Linked DNA regions of Columba livia: region 2 is linked to region 1. The links are chromatin contacts, called in public Hi-C maps. All regions are on one chromosome and are shown on one strand. The core of a region is the stretch at or near the end of the contact, and the rest is flanking DNA. Distances in the headings are between cores, read along the strand shown. Region 1 holds the start of ITCH (itchy E3 ubiquitin protein ligase). Region 2 overlaps ITCH (itchy E3 ubiquitin protein ligase).

What was found. Hi-C and Micro-C count contacts between places; a contact is called where the count stands out from the background.
Region 2: a contact with region 1 is called in a Hi-C map of crop, with 1.5 times the contacts expected there. The contact joins the enhancer-like site here to the promoter of ITCH in region 1. A contact is called at or near these places in 2 of 2 Hi-C or Micro-C datasets (crop and liver).

Annotation. Positions count from the first base shown.
Region 1 is chr16:13,434,078-13,437,193 of bColLiv1.pat.W.v2, forward strand. ITCH (itchy E3 ubiquitin protein ligase) reads left to right here and starts at 1,747. Exons shown (of 24, transcript XM_065032584.1): 1 at 1,747-1,880.
Region 2 is chr16:13,486,932-13,490,058 of bColLiv1.pat.W.v2, forward strand. It overlaps ITCH (itchy E3 ubiquitin protein ligase), which reads left to right. Exons shown (of 24, transcript XM_065032584.1): 18 at 125-258; 19 at 929-1,069; 20 at 2,807-2,927. Among named protein-coding and RNA genes, the nearest start is that of DYNLRB1, 10 kb to the right of the region's middle. Within about 2 kb of position 1,435, at least 1 of the 3 cell types and tissues checked has an H3K27ac peak away from gene starts, as active enhancers do.

The DNA of each region.
Region 1 (3,116 bases), core at 497-2,996:
TCGTACCTGGGGGACCTTTCTCATTAATGTGTGAAGTAGGGAAGACAAGACGGATTTTCACATCCCTAATAGTTGTATCAAAATGCTAAACTTTGCACTTAGGAAATATGTGATTTTCCTGAAAAATTAACGAGGATGTTCTCCTAGTCTTTGAAAATTAAGGAATCTTTTCTCTGATTTCAGTGCATGGAAACTGAACTCTCATTCTTCACTGTCAAAAGAGGAGGTGCATTGTGATCTCTATGTATTCGCTTATGCAATAGCACATTCTGATTAAGAAAAAATACTGTTGAAACAAGAAAGGTTTTATATAAAGGTTATAGCTTAAGTATCTGCAGTGGTTACATCAGAACTGTAAAACCTTGCCTGTGTGTCACAAAGCCCACACTGCTACCAGTGATGTCCCACTTGCTTGACTGGTAGAAACAGATTAACCAGTATGTCCCTTTGTCCTATTCAAAATTTGAAGTTATTAGTGTTACTGTGATAACCCAGCACCATGGATGGCCAGAGGTTCGTTAATGGCATTCTTGTAATTTCAGAGGAGCATTAGCCCAGCCCACAGGTTTGCTTTGATGATCAGTTATCTGTATTGTAGTGTACATATACATATACAAACACACATATACATACTCTATGCGTGTGTGTGTATATACACATAGCTTGTATATTGTTTGTATCCATGAGGAAAGTGCTAAGGGATGCCTTGGGTGCAGGAAGATGCCACCAACCTTCTTCTGAAGGGCAGGAAGCAGACAGGTAGTGGAGGAGGGAGGCTGGAGTGTTGTGAAGGTGTGATGCTGCCCTCCTCATCCTCACCCACTCATCACATCAGGGTCCATTCAGCTGGGAGTCCAAAGTGGGTCTTGATGAGGTTCTTTCACCCATTTGATATGTTTAAATGGACATCACAGAATCCCAGAATGTGAGGGGTTGGAAGGGCCCTGGAAAGCTCATCCAGTGCAATCCCCCCATGGAGCAGGAACACCCAGATGAGGTTACACAGGAAGGTGTCCAGGCGGGTTGGAATGTCTGCACAGAAGGAGACTCCACAATCCCCCTGGGCAGCCTGGGCCAGGCTCTGCCACCCTCACCGGGAACAAGTTTCTTCTCACCTTTAAGTGGAACCTCTTGTGTTCCAGTTTGCACCCATTGCCCCTTGTCCTGTCACTGGTTGTCACCAGAAGAGCCTGGCTCCATCCTCCTGACACTCCCCCTTTCCATATTGATCCCCATGAATGAGTCCCCCCTCAGTCTCCTTTTGTCCAGCTCCAGAGCCCCAGCTCCCTCAGCCTTTCCTCACACGGGAGATGCTCCACTCCCTTCAGCATCTTAAGGACCATGCACATGCTGGACTCATCCTGCTGTAGATGAGGTTCTTAAGGACATGATTTAGAGGTGGACTTCACAGTGTTAGCAGTTGGACTCGATGATCTTAAAGCTCTTTTCCAACCAAAGCGATTCTGTAATTCTTCCCAGGGACCTGGCCCAGGGGGTTGGTGTGAGTGCTGAGGGGACGAGCAGGCCCAAACGCCTCCCTGCTGCTCAGGGCAGCCTCACCAGCAGCGGCCGAGGAATCGAGCACCATTGCGAAGCGTTCCCGGGAGCCGAGCGCCAAAGCCCGGGGACACAAAACCGAGCCACGACCCGAACGGAGGCGAAACCCGCCCCGGTCAGCAGAGGCCCCTCAGGCCGCTCTGAGCATGCGTGGCGCTGGCGCGGGGCACGCCGGGACTTGTAGTCACCGCGCCTGAGGGCGCCGAGTGACTCGGCGCACGCGCAGATCCCGCCCGACTTTGTAAAGTCGCTGCCTCAGGTTGGGCCGGGACCGGCTGCCATCTTGGCCGAGGGACGGAGCAGCCGCCGCGCCGCCGTGCCCGGTGAGGGGAGCGGGGGTCCGCGCCGCGGGCGGGGCAGAAAGGGGGAAGCGGAGGCGGCGGGAGCGGTGGGAACGGGACCCTGCGGGGCGGTGGGGCGCGGCACGGCGGCCTCGCCGCTCTCAGCTCCCGGCGGCCGTGGCACAGCGGCGGGGGCGCGGGGACCCCGGCGGGCGTAGGCCTGGCTTCGGGAGGGGTTCTTGCCCTCGCTGAGGGAGTCCTCCGCGCCGCGCTGCCTCCCCGGGCGGGGCAGCCCTTGGGCCAGTGGCCCGGCTGGGGGGCAGCATCGCGCCTTTCCCGGGGACGGGGCGGCGGTCCCGGGACCCCAGCGCTCCCCTGCGAGGGCTGCCCGCCCCCGCCGCCCCTTCTCCGGCTGTGCCGACCCGCGCTGCCGAGCCCTTTCCCCGCTCCGCCTGGAGGGGACACCTGCCCGGAGTCCGGGCTGGGGACCCCGTTGTCCCCAGCTCTGTATCGCTCGCTCCGGTTGTCCCCAGCGGTTCTGGCTTCCCCTCCCCGGGCGGCCCCGCCATCCTTTCCAGGCTCCTCGTCGCCGGGATTAGCCTCTAAACCTCCTTCCTCTTGGGGCCTTGGGGATTCGCTTTGCTTTCCGGCAGGCGTTCCGTGGCACGGCACCTCGTGTTTGGCCCCCGCGTCCCCCCCGCCCGGGGGCTCCTTCAGGGCCGGCTGCGGGTTCGCTGCCTTCGGCTTGTCAGGGGACAGCCGTGCCTGGGAGTCCTGTTTCCTAGCGATAAAGCACGGCTCTAGCTGGAGGTTTATACTCAGCTGTGTTCCCTCTTGTAAACACGGCAGAATGGCAGCTGGTGCCACCGCTTTATTTTGGAAACATGGACAAGTTTTAGCTGTTAACCCTCCCGCTTCCAGTTAGGTTTGTCTTTGACCTTGTGTGGCAATAGTATCCAGATAAAAGCAGAAGAGAGTGTTGGAGGGTGCATTCATCTAATTGGTTATGATAGCCAAGAATTCAGCTTGTTTGCATAGCTCTAATTTGTCATGTTAATTGGCAAAAGAACTTCAGATCTATGTGTGATGCGGAGAGAAGGACGGTGTGGCATTTGGGTTATCTGTTGTCATTTATGTAGCATCCTTTACACTTGACGTTTCAGAAAATATCCCCAGCAAAACCTGTCTTTATAGCTTAATTAGAATTGAAAAGATGAGAAACCAGGGTGTTTTAGGACTACTTTTCCAAATATATTATTGCTTGCTTTAGTGAGTTTC
Region 2 (3,127 bases), core at 185-2,684, 53 kb after region 1:
CATGATATTCTAGGTGGTTTTAATTATTTGGCTGTCAAATTTCGTTGGTATAGAGTACAGAATGTTGTCATGTTAAGTAGTCAATCATCCTTTGTGTTATTTTGTCTGGTTTCATGTTCCGCAGGCTTTGTTCCACGGGAAATTCATTGACACTGGTTTCTCTCTGCCGTTCTATAAACGTATCTTGAACAAGCCAGTGGGACTCAAGGATTTAGAATCTGTTGACCCAGAGTTTTACAACTCTCTCATCTGGGTAAAGTGAGTTTGACTAGATTTTGTTCTTGAAATAGCAACACAATGGTTTTGATTTTCACTTATGCCAGGAAGCAGGTCTACGGAAAAGGACCTGGGGGTGTTGGTGACAGCGGCTGAACATGAGCCAGTGTGTGCCCAGTGGCCAGAAAGGCCACCAGCATCCTGGCTTGTATCAGGAGTAGTGTGGCCAGTGGGACTATGCTTACAAGATAGCCCTATAAACACACTGGAGTTGAAGATAATTCATTAGAGCATGCAAAGTCTTTCTTAGTTGCTTCTTTTCTGCCAAAGTGGCAGCTACATTTTAACACAGCCTTTACATGATCTGTTAGAAGCAGCGATTGTGCAGTTAAATGTGCAAAAATGTCATTGCTGGAAAGGTTTCAGTGTTCCATAGACATTCCACAGATCAGTCAGCAGGTGGTTTGTCAGCCTTGTGACTGGTAAATCTAAGGGTGCTACCCATCAAAAACTTCCGATCAGGAGCACAATTCTCATATGAGTGTTGGTAAAATGAGTCACTACTTCTTGCAAAACCATCATTATTGTGTAAGGAACAGTTCCTTCTCTGGCTTATTTAGCTCCAAACTTTCTTTCTTAAGGTTCTTCATACCTATCTCTACTGAGTAGGTGTTGACACAGTTATTTAAAATGTCATTTTTTTTCTTTACAGAGAGAATAACATTGAAGAATGTGGCTTGGAAATGTTTTTCTCAGTTGATAAAGAAATTCTGGGTGAAATCAAAAGCCACGATTTGAAGCCAAATGGTAGCAACATTCTGGTCACAGAAGAAAACAAAGAAGAATATATCAGGTAAGAATAAATGGAGATTTTAAAATACTCTTATTGGCGTCATTTCCGTTCTTTGGTTTTAGCAAGAAAACATTGTCAAGCTATATCATGTGAAACATTGTTGAAATTCTGTCCCGGAGTAGTTGCTCATGTGGGCAACAAGTGGCAATTGTTTGGATATCATATTTGAAAGGATAATATTGACAGAAATAAGGTTTTAAAATCCACTTTTCCCAGAGATTAGTTAGTGGAAGGTCCGCTTTCTTCTTAGAGATACTTAAGTTTAGCAGAACATCATGACAACTAATGTGAGCGTCAGGTATTTCGTTAAATCATCGCCTGCATTATTGAATTGTATTGCTTCACAGCCTGCTGATACTCTGCCCAGCCACTTATGGCTGCGGCTTTTTTAAACCCGACAGTTTTGGATGCTTTTGTGATAATTCCTGTTTTTTAAAGATACACAGGCTCACTACTAGTTTTATCCAAAATGGTGTGATAGTATAATATAATTAGGTCTTAACACTTCTAACAGGACAGTGTTATGATGTTGTACCGTCATAAAGGATTTTGTCTGCAGTACCAGGATGTTTTAAAGCAGTAGGTTAAGAGAGAAGGAGCCTCAGAGGATTAAAGAATGAAAACATGAGCAGTGACTTGCTTTGTCCTGAAATAGCCCTTTCTTCCCCAACGTGCAGCAGTACATACGCTCTGCTTATGAACTACAACGTATGTGCTTGTGCTTGTGCTTCAACGTACAAGCATGTGCTTGCAAAAAAACAAACCACAAAAAACCAAACAGTCCCACATTGTTGGCACAAAATAAACTGAATCACAGTAGAATTTTCTTCTCTTCCTTACACTGTGTTCTTTGAAGGCTTCTTTCACAGCCAGGGGCGAGGGAGAGGGCAGTGGCTGTTGTTTTCATCGCGTGGATAACCTGAAGACATTCCAGTGATTCACAGAAAAGAGAGTATTTGCAGAAGAAACATACTGGCATTTTGCAAAGTATTAATATTGGAGTGGAAAACAGGGAGGATCTGCAGCAAACCGTTCTGTTCTAGTTTCTAGGAACCCAGGGAGAGCTCAGATTCCAGTTTCACTCCTATTCTTTTGTCTTACTCTGAGTCTTGCTTTAAGTCCCCCAAGTTTCTGGGATTGAAATCAGAAGACAACCAAACCTACTTTAGCCTCCAGTTCTCTTGCCAGGTTAGGCTTGAATTCAGCTTAATATCTGCTTCTCCCTGGGTTCAGGTTCTTCAGGTCTCCTGCCTGCTTTTCACCCTTTTGTTAATGGCAAGTGGAGTTTCTGCCACAGAGCAAAGTTCCATGATTAACAGAAACAAATGTGGAACTTTCCAAATGGGCATAGTGATTTCTCGGTAAGCCTGCAGTCCTACTTATCTTCACCAGTACAACTTGACCCAGTTTTTACCTTTTCATGGATAATGACTGAGATTTCTGGGGAGAATATTAGACAGAGATAGCTCTGCGCTTTATTCAAATACCCAGGGACTGCTGTGCTCTCATTAATACGATCAGTGAATAGATGCTGCGTCCTTTTGGAGTCTGTAGCAGAATGGCTGGAAACGTAGGGTTTTAACACTAAGAAGAAACAAAACAGTTTGCACAGAGTAAAAGTTACTAATAAAATTATACAATGCTCTATCCCCAGAACTTTCCAGACTTTCCATATTTTTTTCAGCTCGTGGCTTGACACAGGCCGTTTGAATTATCCTTTTGTATCTTCTTTTCCAGGCTGGTAGCGGAGTGGAGACTTTCCCGAGGTGTTGAGGAGCAGACACAGGCTTTCTTTGAAGGCTTCAATGAAATTCTGCCACAACAGTATTTGCAGTATTTTGATGCTAAGGAACTGGAGGTAAAGGACTGTTTGGTTGTAGCTCGATCCAGGTGGTTACACATCACATTTTGATTTGATTTGTTGTGCTCAAGGAATGAGTAATTTGTCAGAAAGGGAGAGCAAACTAGATACGCAATGGATGGTCCTGTGTAAACTGGACCGGGTTCAAGATGGATTTGATCTCTCAAAGTTACATTTTCTGAAACATCTGTTCAATT